Linked DNA regions of Macaca mulatta: region 2 is linked to region 1. A link is a contact called in public Hi-C data. All regions are on one chromosome and are shown on one strand. The core of a region is the stretch at or near the end of the contact, and the rest is flanking DNA. Distances in the headings are between cores, read along the strand shown.

Region 1 (7,575 bases), core at 3,702-6,201:
CAGCACTCCAGCCTGGGTGACAGTGCAAGAGTGTCTCAAAAGGATACATAAGCCTGTAATCCCAGCACTTTGGGAGGCCGAGGCAGGTAGATCACGAGGTCAGGAGACTTGAGACCATCTTGGCTAACACGGTGAAACCCTATCTCTACTAAAAACACAAAAAATGAGTTGGGCATGGTGGCGGGCGCCTGTAGTCCCAGCTACTTGGGAGGCAGAGGCAGGAGAATGGCATGAACCACGGGAGGCGGAGCTTGCAGTGAGCCAAGATCACGCCACTGCACTCCTGCCTGGGCGACAGAGTGAGATTCCGTCTCAAAAATAAAAATATTCTCAACATTATTAATCATTAGGGAAATGCAAATTAAGACCATGATGAGATATTACTACACATCTACTAAAACAGCTAAAATAAAAAAATAACAGTATCAAATGGCAATGAGGATGCAGAGAAACAATGTCTCATACATTACCGGTAGAAATGTAAAATGATACCACACCACTCTGGAAAAGCTTGTCAGTTTATGCATTTACCATACGATCCTGCAATTGCACTCCTGGGCATTTAGCTCAGAGATATGAAAAGTTATGTCCTCACAAACCTGTACATGATTGTCCATAGTATGTTATATTAGCCAAAAACTAGAAGCAACCAAAATGCCCAACAGGTGAATGGTTAAACAAGTTGTGGTACATCCACACCATGAAATACTACTTAGCAATAAAAAGGAACAAACTACTGATACATGCAACAACGTGGATGGATCTCAAAAGTATTATGCTGAGTGATAAAAACCAATCTCAAAAAGTCACATACTGTATGATTCCATTCATATAACATTATAGAAAATGACAAAATTATAGAGATGGAGAACAGATTAGTGGTTGCCAGGAGTTAGGGATACCTGATGGGGGGAGGGGCTGGGTACATGGGACTATAAAGAGGGACTATGAGAGAGATCTTTGTGGTGACAGAATAGTTCTGTATCTTGACAGTGGTGGTAATGGTTACACAAATATACATGTGATAAAATGATACAGAAATAGATACATACTTATACCAAGATCAACTTCCTTGTTTTGATATTGTATTGTAACTATATAAGATGTAACCTATGAGGGAAACTGGGTGAAGTGTACACATGGACCTGTCTTGGCAACTTCTTGTGAATCTATATAATTATTTCAAAATAGACGTTTTTAAAAATGCAATTGACATAATTCAAAAGTATAGAAAAAATTGGAGAAACTTATGAATTTGTTGAAAAGGGTGATGTTGTAATGCTAAATGCAAACCAAAGAGGGATGGGGTGGTCACAGTGCAGTCTACAAATACGGCTGGAGAGTTTGTCCAACCCTCCAAAATAGATAGTTCAGTCAAACATGTACTGAGTACCTAGGATTTGCAAGACAAAGTGTTACTTCTGAATTAATTTACTCTCTAATATGACAAGATAGACTATTATTAAAGACCTCTGCAAAAGCAGTTCCCTTTGCCTTGTTTGCTCTTCTTCTTTCACTTTTTTTAGTTAGTTTTTATTTATCCTTGAACTCTCAGCTCAGCGTCACTTCTTCAGGGAAACCTTCCCTAGTTCTTCTGATTGCCCTCCATATTAGATCAGTTTCCTCTGTGACATGTTTGAACAGCACCCTATATACTTCATTCATAATACTAATCACCATTCACAAACTGTGATTATTTGATATTTATTTTTCCCACTAGGCTGACATTTCCAGAAGGACAGAGTAGCTTATGGCTGTATTCTCAAACTCAACACCATGCCTGCCCAGCAAATGGCAGAAGCTCAAAGTCGATATACAGAATACATATATGCAAAGCTAAAATTCATATGTACAAATGAGTAAGAAGAATAAGATTTACTGGAGTTTGGAAGAATCCTGTATCACTCCAACCTGAGAAAGCCCGTTTATAAAGGATAGAAGGCTCATGTAGAAGATGAAGAATCTCCGCCAGGTGCTGTGGCTCATGCCTGCAATCCCAGCACTTTGGGAAGCCAAGGTGGGTGGATCATTTGAGGTCAGGAGTTCGAGACCAGCCTGGCCAACATGGTGAGACTCCGTTGCTACTAAAAATACAAAAAATTAGCTGGGCATGGTGGCGGGTGCCTGTAATTCCAGCTACTCAGGAGGCTGAGGCAGGAGAATCTCTTGAACTGAGGAGGCGGAGGTTGCAGTGAGCCAAGATAGTGCCACTGCACTACAGTCTGGGCAACAAGAGCAAAACTCCATCTCAAAAAACAAAAAAGAAGATAAAGAAGAAAATAAAGAATCTCAACTCTGAAGCTGAATATAAACTTGGGCCTTTAGGCAAAACAAACTCAATAAAGAAAAGAAACCGAGGAGCAGCTGTGCAGAGTTCTTTAGGAAAATTAATGTAGACATTGGGCTTGCACTGAGGGGGTAAGACACTAGAGACAGTAAAAATAACTAAAAGGACGCTGTGGTAGTGCAGGCACAAAACAACAAGGTCCTGAATGAGGGTGGTCATGGGAACAGAAAGATACGAGAAACACTAAGAATAAAGAAGCAACAGAGCTTAACAACTGATAGATATAGGGGGATGAAAGAAGGAAGAACCAGAGATTATTCAGGAGGTTTAACAGTGACTCATCAGTAAAAGATAATACCATTAACAGAAATTGGGAAGTCATAACTAATTCCCCTTAGGAGAAGGAATGTGCTTTGCTGGAAGCGATGGGTGTCATCCACACACAATTTAAGATACAAGACTAGATGTATAAGAAAGTCAAGGTTGGCAATGTAGATGTGTGAACTGATCAGTTAAGGTTATAAGAAAATCAATGAGATCTCCCAAGGAGAAGGTATAAAGAGACTCAAATGGAAATCCTTTAAAACAACTTGAAGGCCTCCTTGCTGAAATTATGTTTATCAAGTTACACCATCATTCAGACTAGGAGCTCCTTAAACACATTTCTGATCTCATCCTTGCATTCTCTAAGGTATACAATGCAGAGCTTGTACATAACTGGTACATTGTAGCTTATTAAAGGAATCAACCATTCAAGATAATTTCTGATGAATACTTCCTGTTCTAGTTTGCGTTTCAAAACGTGGTGCTCTGGGTAGTACTTTGAAAGGTACAGGTTTTACTTTAAATTAGTAAAATCAGTGAATTTAAACATCTTAAATCATTTACCCAAAAGCTCCTACTTCCCCCCCCCCCCCAAAAAAGCCCCTAATTAGACTAGGGCTAAAGGCAAATTGTAAATAGAAGTATTGATAGAAAATACTCTTCAAGAAGTTTTTGAATAAGCAGAAAACATTATTTACCAAGGAAGTGAAACAAATGAAAACTTTAAATCATATGCATCACACAAGTTGACAACATCCAAAAAGTAAGCTTCAGGTGAACTGAAGAATAAATGAAACCTAAATGCATAATTAAAGGGGAACTGAGAACAGCCAAGACACACACTTTTTTTATTTTTATTTTTTAACATAATGAGGTAAAAGTCATTGGCCTGCACTCCCACAAAATATTCCTGGGTATTACAGTCAGTGATGGAGTAACAGGCTAATCTGATATAATACTTAGGTAAACGGTATTTCCTTAGTTGCAGTTTAAAAATAAGAAAAAACGACTGCTAAAATGGATCGGGGGAAAAATCTGTTGACAGGCTCACAAAATTAAATTATTATTGTATTGACAACTTAAGCCTTTTCAAGGTTGAGGTCTGCCACACCGCTCTAACCCTGAATCATAAGCAAATGTCCTAGCTGCTTTCAGATAGGTGTTTGTGGGACAAGTCAGAGAAGAGAAAAGAAACCGGTTGTAGTTACAAGACTCTAGCAACCCGACAAGTCATTTATAATCCAACGACCCTCTCAGTATCAGACGGGCTTCCACAAGTCTAAAAGATGGTCAATTAGTATGTGCCTGCTTGTTTCCAACAATAGCAAATGAACCATTGGTAAACTGACCATTCTCAGAGTCGGACAGCTCGAATTTGTTGCAAAATCCTTCGAAGTTATCTCCCAGTAACTTTCATTCCTGGTCCTGGTTCAAGAGCAACATAGTGAAAGGTGAAAGTCGTCTTTTTCTTTAAAAAAAACTTTTTTTAAAAAAAAACAAAACAGGTTTTACTTCCTCGCATGTCAATACGTTCCCTTCTTTCAACAATGGGGAAATCTCTCCCCCTTTTCCCCCCTTCAATGTTTGACTCCCCTTAAAGAAAAACGGAATACCAGGCACAGGGAACATAGAGTTCCTTTGACTCAGAGCCGCGACCTCTGAGCAGAGCGGAGGAAAGGGGCTTAAATAACCACACACACTAGGAAGAGTCGCAGCTGATACGAATCACCATTGCCAAAAAGCAAACAGCTTCAGCCGGTGCCCAGGTGCTGGGACGCAATAGAAGTCGCACAGACTTGGCCTGGCAGCTCTGAGGAAATGGGGGCCAAGGAGCCTGCACCTCTTCTTGCCAAAGCCCGGGAGAGCTGAGTGAGCTTTCGTTCCCAGGCCGGCTGCAAGCCTGGCGCTTCACAAGGCAGAGCGCTCGGCCCCCGGGAAGCGGCATCTCTAAGAGGAAGGCTCAGTGAAACGCTTGGCAAAGTCCAAGCCGCGCCGCCGGGCCAGTTGTCTGTAAGCCCAGCTACCCCGCCTGCCAGACGCCATCCTGGAAACCCGCACCGGCAGGAGCTCCCGGAGTTGGAAATGTCTTTGGCTCGGCCGGGGTCCCCTCTGCCCGTCTATCCCGCCTGTCCACCCTCGCTCACTCCCTGGCCCAAGACTGAGCCGGGGACCACCCCAGGGGGTGGTGCCCAGGAGGCACACCACGCTTGGGGGAATGGTGGAGACCGGGATGGGGCTCCCTGGAGGGCGGGCGGGCGGCCGCAGCGGGTCACTCACCGAAAGGACGCTCATGCGGATTGGGGTCTCTAACAGGCACGCCATCTTGAGCCTTCCCACCCGGCTGCTGCAGGCGCCGGCGCGGGGGCCGGCACTTTCGACAGCCAACTATTGGCCAACGCTAGTCATCGCTCCTTAAAGACAGCCGGATAGACGAGAACTGGTCACGCTCTGGACACCGCTCAAGTACCAGAAAGGCCCGCAGAAAGAAGGGCAAAAGGGAATCGCGTCAGGGGCTGTCCTACGAATCGTTCTCTCAGAAACAGCAGCTACTCTGAGCCTGGTTTAGAGGTGGGAGCGGGCAGCGGTTTCCGCATGCGCAAAGAAGATCTGCCGGCCCCACCTGCCGCTCGCGGTGGGCGGGGCCCTAGAGGCGGAGTCTCGCCCTGGCGCTACGAGCTCTACCGACTGATAAATTGCAGTTTGTGGGTTCCCGTATTCATATTTGGAAAAAGTAGTACGTGGAGCCATATACATAGTTTGAAGTTCACTTTCATATTCATTCTCTCTCTCTCTGCACCAAACTCCCGGCGTCGTTATCTCCATTTTATAGGTGGGGAAATTGCGATCCCAGAACCTTTGTCAACCATAAGAGTGATTGTTTCACGATCCAGTACAGAAGTGTGACTTGCCTTAGGTTGTGTGTCGGCCCCGTTTATTCTGGTGTAGTGTTGAGAATAGCCAGAATGCTTGAGCTTCTTCCCAGCTACTTCTCAGCTGCTTTACCCTGGGTAAGTTATCTAACCTTATGTTTTGAGTTTCCTCATCTGTAAAATAAAGGTTAATGAGGATAAAGGAGTCAACAAATGTGAAGCGCTAAGAAAAAACCTAAAACATGGAAAGCGTTATACATATGTGTTAATGTTTCTCCAGCTTCTGAGTTAAGTGGGGAAAATGGGGGCAAATATCTAAATATTTCACACTAAAACACTCTGATAACCGAAGCCAAATAAAAGTATGCTTTTAATTATAGTTGATTAATTCAGCTGTCCTACTACTTTGTGTGTGTGTGTGTGTGTGTGTGCGTGCGTGCGCGCGCGCGCAACACTGCCCTTGACTTGGTTGGACAAGTTTCACCTTCGTACTGCTTGCAACCAGTAAGGTTTTCACAGTAGGGTTGCAATTAGCCTATTAACATTACTTGTATTCCTTCCATTTCTATAGCCACACCCTAATTCAGGCTCTTGTAACCTCTCCCCTGGACTAGAGCAAAAGCCTTCCAACTGGTCTTGTAGCTGATAGCCTCTCCCTCACTTTGCTCTTCACTGTTTTCCTGTCTTCCTCCTGTACTTGGTTTCCAAATTTAGTATAGCATTTATCACCCCTGTTTATGGGTCTGTGTTCCTTAACAAACTGTTGAGTTCCTGGAAGGCAGGAATTTTATTTTAGGTAGTCCTTCTGCTATAATACTATTTCTGAAACTTGGGTAGTCTGTACACCACCTACACGACCTTTGCCAGTCTGCACCTAGGTATTATTATTCATTCAATATTTTTATTTAAAGCCAATTTCAACTCATTAAAAAATTTTGGCTTTATCCGAAACCACAATACTCTGTGAACTGAAGTTTGTTGTGCTCCTTATTTTTATTCTAGTACACATTAACTACAAAAAGTTTAAATGTCCATCCATGGACCACCTAAAATCACATCATGTACTGCATACTGCAATGCGGCAGAGCATAACCCTAATACATAGCATATAGAGTCATTACTACTGTGTTTGATCCACACTCCGTCCATTAGCTCAAGGAATACATCCTCCAGGAATCGCCTCCCCCAGGCAGGGGTTAGATACCTGTTCCCCCATGCCTTCCTACTTCACTTTAATTGTAGGGTGGTTTTGTTGTTGTTAATGGTTTCCTTGTTTGTCTCGCTATACACTTCAGGACAGGCACTGGGAATTTTATCTTCTAGGTTGTCTGTCTCAGTACCTAGCACAGTCACTTAGTAAATGTTTGTTGAACGAATTTTTGGCTTAGTTTGAGCCTGGGACGAAGATTTGGGTGCATGTAGTTTATTTAGGAAGTGCTTTCAGGGAACAAAATTGATAGGTCAGGGAGAGTGAGAAAAGAAAGAAGAAATATTCAAGATAATTGTCCATTATTGATACCACCGTTTATTCCTCACTCACCTCTGAAAAACATACAGAATACCTCTCTGGATTGTCCATCTTGAAGCTACAGCATTTATCCATCAATACCGTCCTGTAATGGTTGAGGATTTCCCTAGGGCTATTAACTCCCTGCCCTCCTGAATTATATTTGTGCCCAAAACAGAACGGGCTTCCTTAACCTGATACAAAAAAGCAGAGTCTGCAGGTTTCATCTTAGGGTAGGATATAGGCAGCATAAATCTGAGCTTACACAGAACTTAACTGCTGCTGTGGCTGAAATCAAAGCAGGGAGGAGCTAGAAATGTAACTCAAGACATCTCACACCTACCTCTGTTACCCAGGCTTTCCTGTTTTATATCCAGAAGGCTGACATGGACATTTTACAGGAAGAAAGCATTGAATAGCCAACTCCTAAGCTTGGAGATCAGAAATCTTTCTCCCAGTTCAAATTTTGCTGATAAATAACTTTAGGTACACTCTAAGTAATGAGTAGAAATTGGAGGATAAAAGGAATTTTTGATTCGGCCTCCATGTGACGATAACAAAACAGTTAAGGCTGGGTGCAGTGGCTC
Region 2 (7,575 bases), core at 3,055-5,554, 150 kb before region 1:
CTTCACAATCAACAAAGAAACTACTAGCACTATTAAGTGAGTTTAGCAAGATCTCAGAATACAAAGTCAATATAAAAAAATCAGGTGTATTTCTATGTACTGGCAGCGCAAAATTGGTAATAAATTTTGAAAGTCAATTTCATTAATAATAGCATTAATAAATACAAATGACTTGCAAGATTGGTTCAACAACTATAAAACATTGCTAAAGTTAAAGAATAAATGGAACACACATCCTGTTTATGGACTGGAAGACTACACATTATTAAGATGTCAATTCTTCCTAAGTCAGTCTTTAGGTTTAATGCAATTTAAATTTCCAAGAGGATTTTTAAAGACATATTAACAGATTGACTCTAGGATTTGTATGAAAGTAAACAACTTAAAATAACTTAAAATAGACTTATAAATAACTTAAAATAGACAAATAAATTTTGAAAAAGAAAAGCAAGGCTGGATGACTTAGATTACCTGATTTTGAGACTTACTATACAACTAGTAATCAAGTACTGGTATAAGGATAGTCAACTAGATCAGTGGAATGGACTAGAGAATCCTGAAGGAAACTCACATTTATATGACCAATTGGTTTTTGACAGAGACATCAAATCAATCCAGTGAAGAAAAGGAAAGTCTTCTCAACAAATGGTGCTTATGCAACCAGAAATCTGTATGGGGAAATAAAAAACCTCATATCTCACTCAAATATTAATTTGAAACAAACGGTGATCTACTGAGACCATGGAATACAAAGTAATAAAAAGGAATTAAAATATTGATCCACACAACAACTTGGATGAACCTCCTGGGGACTTATGGCTTGTGATCCTTGACTGGGAAGCTGCTACCCAACACATTTCTGTACTGTGGAAAGGGTGCATGATACCTTTACAAGAACAACAATAATACTGGTTTTAATGTCAAGAAATTTTGAAACACATTACCTCTCTCCACAACATTCCTGAAAGGTAGGTCTTATTTCCCTATTTAAAGATGAGGAAACAAGCTGGGCATGGTGGTGGGCACCTGTAGTCCCAGCTGCTTGGGAGGCTGAAGTGGGAGGACTGCTTGAACACAGGAGTTCCAGGCACCTGGCAACATAACAAGACCCCATTTCTTAAAAAAAAAAAAAAAAAAAAAAAAAAAAAAAATTAAAGATGAGGAAACTAAGACTGACTGAATAAACTGAAGTAGCTTCACCCAAGCTTAGACAGGTAGTAGGTGTACCTGTGATCCAGCCCACATCTGTCTGACCCTAAAGTTCCCAGTTCTACCACTCCCGGCTGCCTTCCTCAGAGCAAGGTACAGGAGGGACCTGCTGTTACTTGTGGAAAAAAGAAGACATTACATCCGGAAGGAGAGAGGAGTCAGGTTAGACGAAGATGTGTATATACATTCTTATCTTCGATGAAAAACGGGAAGGTATCTGAGGAAATACAGCCTGCTTTGGTCTATGATTTCCTCTTAAAGTGAGAAGGGTCATTCTTGTTTTACAGAGTCACATCAGTTCTGAAGTATTTTGATAAAGAAAATGCTCCTAGTGTCCAATTTGGGTCTCAGAAGGGTTTCCTTTGAGTAAACCACCACCTTGTGGCAATAAACATGAGTTGCTGGAGGAGGAGTTTGGTTTTTAATCTTTCGAACTCTAAAACATCTCAGTAGCCCTTAAAGTTAGCAGGTTTTGCATTAAAATAAAACAAAAAAGTACATCACTGAGGGAAGGGCTGATTAAAAATAGATACATTTGGAAAAAAATCTGACTTTTGGATAATAAATAAAAACATTGACCCAGCTGGGAGCGGTGGCTCATGCCTGTAATCCCAGCACTTTGGGAGGCCGAGGCAGGTGGATCATGAGGTCAAGAGATGGAGACCATTCTGGCCAACCAACATGGTGAAACCTCATCTCTACTAAAAATACAAAAATTAGCTATGCGTAGTGGCACATGCCTGTAGTCCCAGCTACTCGGGAGGCTGGGGCAGGAGAATTGCTTGAACTCGGGAGGCAGAGGTTGCAGTGAGCCGAGCCATCGCGCCACCACACTCCAGCCTAGGCGACAGAGCGAGACTCTGTCTCAAAAAACAACAACAACAAATAAAACAGAAAAAAAATAAAACAAAACAAAAAAACCCACTGACCTATGTCACAAAACATGTAAAAGATGGAAGTTTTATTAAAAAGCAGGAGTGACCCAAGGTGATTCATCTGGGAAAAAACTGATGAGGTTCCATGTTGTCCAAATTGTACATTTTTTTTTCTTTGAGATGGAGTCTTGTTCTGTCGCCCAGGCTGGAGTGCAGTGGCACGATCTTGGCTCACTGCAACCTCCGTGTTCTGGGTTCAAGCAATTCTCCTGCCTCAGCTTCCCAAGTAGCTGGGATTATAGGCATACAACACCATGCCCGGCTATTTGATATTTTTTTTAGTAGAGACAGGGTTTCACCATGTTGGCCAGGCTGGTCTCGAACTCCTGACCTCAAGTGATACACCTGCCTCGGCCTCCCAGAGTGCTGGGATTACAGGCGTGAGCTACTGCACCCAACCCAAACTGTACACTTTTGAAAGTGAGAGGGGTTGCTATTAATAATTGCAGGGGACAACAGGTGAAAAGTGGGGGTGTCCCGGCAAACTGGGGACATGTGGTTTACCTAAATTTGTTTCTGAGGTCTAGCCTAGCAAAGATGTGAGTACATTTTGTAATAGAGACCACATGGTAAGAAATTTAACTCTTTCAGAAAGAATAAATGTCACTATCTTTCCGTGCACTGGCAGGAGGAGTTTAGCATCTGATTTGAATTTTATTTTGGAAACTAAATTCTAAGGGAGATTCCACACATTCAAGAGCTTGAACAACCACCACCTTGTGGCAATGAACATGATTTGCATCTAGTCAACTCATTGCAACTCAGTTGCAATGCAACTCTTAAGGAGTGACTGTGGCTCTGAGCAATATTATCATGGAACTGAATATTGCCATGGGACTGAATGCAAGAAAAGAGTAGGTGGATTCAGAGCTGAAGTGGGAGAAGGCAGGATGACAGGTAGGAAGATGTTCAGTCTTCAGTATATCCATCGCCCTGTACTTCACAGAGGGTTGCTGGGTACCTTATGGCTAAGCAGGGTATCAGCACTCCCTGGATGGAAATCATTTGGTGTATGCTTCACTTGGGAAGAATTCATATCTTAACAATATGAATTCTTCCTATCCATGAACATGGAATATTTCTTCATCTATTTAAATCTTCGAGATTTCTTTCATCAGCTGTGATTGATTCCTAGTTTAATTCCATTGTAGTCAGAGAACATACTTTGTTCTATCCTTTTAAATTTGTTAAGCTATGTTTTATGGCCTAGATTGTAGTCTATCTCAGTGAATGTTCCATGTGAGCTTGAGAAAGAATCTATATTCCGCTGTTGTTGAATTAAGTATTGTATAAATGTCAATTAGATCAATTTGATTGATTTTTTCAGTTCAACTATATCCTTGCTCATTTGCTGCCTGCTGGATGTATTAAAATGGTATTAAAATATTTTAATGGTATTTTTAAAATGGTATTAAAATATTCTATTATAATAGTGAGTTTACCTATTTTTCCTTGCAGTTTTATCTTTTTTTTGCCTCACATATTTCGGTGCTCTGTTTTTAAGTACATACATGTTAAGTATTGTTATGTCTCCCCAATTAATTGATCCCTTTACCTTTATGTAATGTCCCTGTTTATACTTGATAAATTTCCTTGTTCTGAAGTCTGCTTTTCTTGAAATTAACATAGCTACTTCAGCTATTTTTTTAGTTAGTGTCAGCCTGGTATAGCTATCTCTATTTTTTTGCTTTTAATGTATTTTCTTGTGGATAACACACAACTGGGCTTTGTTTCTTTTTGAAATCCACTCTGACAATCTCTCTTTTAATTGGTGTAATCAGGTTATTCACATTTAAAGTGGTTATTGATAGAGTTGGATTAATATCTACAATGTTTGTAAGTGTTTTGTATGTGTCTCAGTTGACTTTCATATCTAATTTTGAATTTGTAATTTCATATTCTTTGTCTTAAAGAGAACGCTTGCAGACCCCTTAAAATCTGGAGACGCCCCCTACCTTGCACACATTTTACCGGTATGTGACGGTAGAAAAGCTGCACAGCAGTCTTGGCAGGCGGGGCAGGAGGGACGCAGGGATTCACAGATGCGACTGTGCAACGCACAGATGCACTGGGTCTTTGCCTGGTGGGTTCAAAGCCTCCAGACGCTGACAAACGCTGCAGCCAATGAGTGGGTTCCCATAGTCCGATATGGAGGGCAAGGGGCGGGACTCCCTCCTGCCTCTCGCTGGCTGGGTTCAGAGTCTCCGCGAAGAGACTGCGTTGGGCCCAGAGTGGGCGTGGCTTACGTGTCCGCCGGCTTTCCTGGCCGGCCTGGCAGGGGGGCCAGGTTGCCATGACGACCGCGGCTAGGTCGCTGCAGACTCGGTTGGTGACTCCGGGCGCGTCGAAGATCGTGTACCTGTCGTTCGCAGTGGCTCAGTTTCCCAGTAATCCATAAGAACAGCAGGGATGACAGGGTCCCATGTCGGTTTTTGGTTCGAATTCCTCGACTGGAGACCCCGTGCCCGGCAGGCTGCACTGTGCCCCGCGCACTGACTCCGGCCTCTGCTGGAGCCCACTGGCCGGCTCCGGGGTGGGGAAGGGGCTTTGCAGATCCCCAGAAAACCGCCCGGCGAGCCACGAGCCCGCGGACTGCAGGCTCCGCTTCCTCGTGGGGTGTTCACTTTGTGTCAGTGTGTTGATTTGCCGCCAGTTAGAAGCATCTTAAAAAGGGGCCGAGGGCCATAGGAGGGGGGCTTATCTGAAGGAGGCTCTGGGCTTGCTGATCCACGCAGCGGTTTGTCGCGAGGCTGCGGGGGAACGGCCCACGGCCGCGGTAACAGGGCTTCGTCTTCTTTGCAGAGCCATGGGCAGCAGGAAGAAGGAAATTGCCCTGCAGGTAAGCCTCAAGGGGCGCTAGCTTCCAGCTCTGGGTTGGGCTCGGGGAAGAGGAGGGTGATTGGAGCGGGGTTGTAGTATAAAAGTGACATTTTGTTTGCTAGCAGTATGTGACAGTGTTCCCAAACTTGAGTGATGTACCCTTCCGTCTTAAAGGGCCAAAACTTATCTTGGAACCCCAGTGATGACAAATTTTATGCAAACAAAATTAATGCAAACAAAACTGAGTAGAAGCTGTTTATATTTATAGTGCGTATACAACCATAAAACCTAAACATGCATTAAATAAAACTACAAACCAAGAAAATATGAATCAACATAACTCGATGTGACCGTTATTTTGTTACTGTTGTTGAAATATAACTTCAGCTTGCACAGAGAATACAGTATAGGTTCTTTTGACTTTGGGCATGAGTCTGTAACTGTGTGCTCTGTGGAGACCCAGTTTTCCCACCACTGTTCTCATCAAATTTCACTTATTAACAAATATGTTTTGAGATATATTATGTGCTGGGCATTTGTTATATAGAGTACCTTACTTCATTTGCATGTGGGACAAATGAATTCAGAAGCCAGCAACTGCTCTTTTTCTTGGTTCTGGACAATAAACAGTGGTTGATTCTGAAGTGATGGTAAAAACATGCAGGAACAGACCCTGGAATTGGGAGAGAGTGCTTTGTCATAAGGAGATCATCTGGATGATCTGTAACACGGGAACATTTTAAAACAAACTTTAAAATGTCTCATCATCAGCTGGTCCCAGTAAGATGCATACTAAGGCTACAGCACCTCCTAGATAATAGAGCTTTAGCGATTTTGAGACATCTGGTTTTTCTCTCATTGTCCTCGGTAGGACAGTTTGCATGTGGATTTCAAAAGTCTAGTGGTTTAAAAAAGAGGAAAGGGGAAAGCAGCATCATTCTAAGGGTACCCCATGCTGGGGGTGGGAGGGGTGGGGGGTGGGGTGGGATTTTTAGACTGGAAGTCAGAAGGCCTGATGTAGTTCTTGTGTCCTCTATAGCCAACTGTGTCTTTGACTACATCACATACCCTCTCTGGGCCATAGCTTGCCCATCTATGGAATGAGGATGTTGTGTGAATTATCCCTAAGGGCCTTCTTCCAGCCTTGATATTCTAGGATTCTAGAGTCAGAAAGTGCTTCATATATGAATGTTCTGGTTGAAGTAAATTCTGAGCAACTGGTCCTACCATTCATAGCTGTGTGACTCATTTCCTCAACCCTCTGGCCTCCGTATCTTTTACATAGACAGGAGGGATAATACCTGTCCTTTAACGCCTGCAGAGCTGTGATGAGACTCCTTTAGACACTTCCTGGCTGGTCTGATGCGGTCTGTGGTGTCTCTAATGTTATTGCCCCTTATTATGGTCATTTCATGTGTTGATGCCCTAGATCTCCTATGGCAGTAATAACTTTTGTTAGCAATGTTGTTATTTTTTCATGTGTATTACTCAGAGCTCTGAGTACAATGCAGTACTCAAAGTAAGTGCTCCCTCCTGCTGAGGGAGTGGCCTCCCTCCCCTCTTACACTGAGGCATCTGTGTAAAGGTCACCTCTCTATAAGGTAAACCCCTTGAAAGCAGTGCCTAAAGTCGGCCAACCCAGGAACCCTGTCCTCTCTCTCAGCAAGGTTATTCGGGGTTCCGTTTATAACTGAGACAGACAGAAATCACAGGACATCAAGGGACAGTCTGGGTAAAAGGTGCCACACATTCCCCATTCATTCCCTACCAAATGCAAGGCTTAGTGAAGTCCGGATAGTTCCCACACCGTTTCGCTCTTGCCTGGCTCCCAGGGCTGAGATTCTTCAACTGCCCAGAGTCCTGGCCCCAGAGCTGGTGGGACTCACTCCGTGACAGGGGTGGGCCACAGAGAGTTGCTGGTGACTTAAGTCTGAGCCTCTGGGTAGGGGCGGGGGGTCCTTCTGAACGCTTCTATCACTATCCTCAGGACTGTAGTTGTGGGCCCAAGGTTCTATCAGTCCAGCTCTCTTACTTCATTTAAGGCATCAAGAAGACTCTTCTGGGTTTTTCTTCTACTTTTCATTGAAACAAGAAAAGTAAGGAGTATGCTTCCTTAAAAGAGAGACTTTCTTTTTTTTTTTTTTTTTTTTTTTTTTTTTGAGACATTCTCATTCTGTCCTGTCGCCCAGGCTGGAATGCAGTGGCACGATCTCATCTCACTTCAACCTCCACCTCCCAGGTTCACCAATTCTCATGTCTCAGCCTCCTGAGTAGCTGGGAAAACAGGTATGCGCCACCACGCCCGGCCAACTTTTGTATTTTTTTTTTTTTTTTTAGTAGAGGCAGGGTTTCACCATGTTGGCCAGTCAGGCCTCAAACTTCTGGCTTCCCAAAGTGTTGGGACTACAGGCATGAGCCACCACGTTCGGCCAAAAAAGGGGCTTTTAATAGAGGATTAGCAGGTGTTACATGTTTCTTGCCCTTATTGCCAATAATGCATCCTATCTTTTTTAAAGGGACATAGACCTTGGCATACCTGTATCAAGAACAATAGTAGGCCAGGCGTGCTGGCTCATGCCTGTAATCCCAGCACTTTGGAAGGCCGAGACAG

Evidence for each region. A called contact is a pair of places that touch in the nucleus more often than the background predicts.
Region 2: a Hi-C map of liver shows a contact between it and region 1, with 3 times the contacts expected there. The contact joins the promoter of NME9 here to the promoter of ARMC8 in region 1. A contact is called at or near these places in 3 of 14 Hi-C or Micro-C datasets (CD4 T cells, fetal cortex germinal zone and liver).

What each region holds. Positions count from the first base shown.
Region 1 is chr2:41,182,966-41,190,540 of T2T-MMU8v2.0, reverse strand. ARMC8 (armadillo repeat containing 8) reads right to left here and starts at 4,951. Exons shown (of 23, transcript NM_001261014.1): 1 at 4,889-4,951; 2 at 3,961-4,036. The coding sequence starts at 3,963.
Region 2 is chr2:41,327,762-41,335,336 of T2T-MMU8v2.0, reverse strand. It overlaps NME9 (NME/NM23 family member 9), which reads left to right and starts at 4,304. Exons shown (of 12, transcript XM_077991530.1): 1 at 4,304-4,499; 2 at 4,947-4,983. The coding sequence starts at 4,438.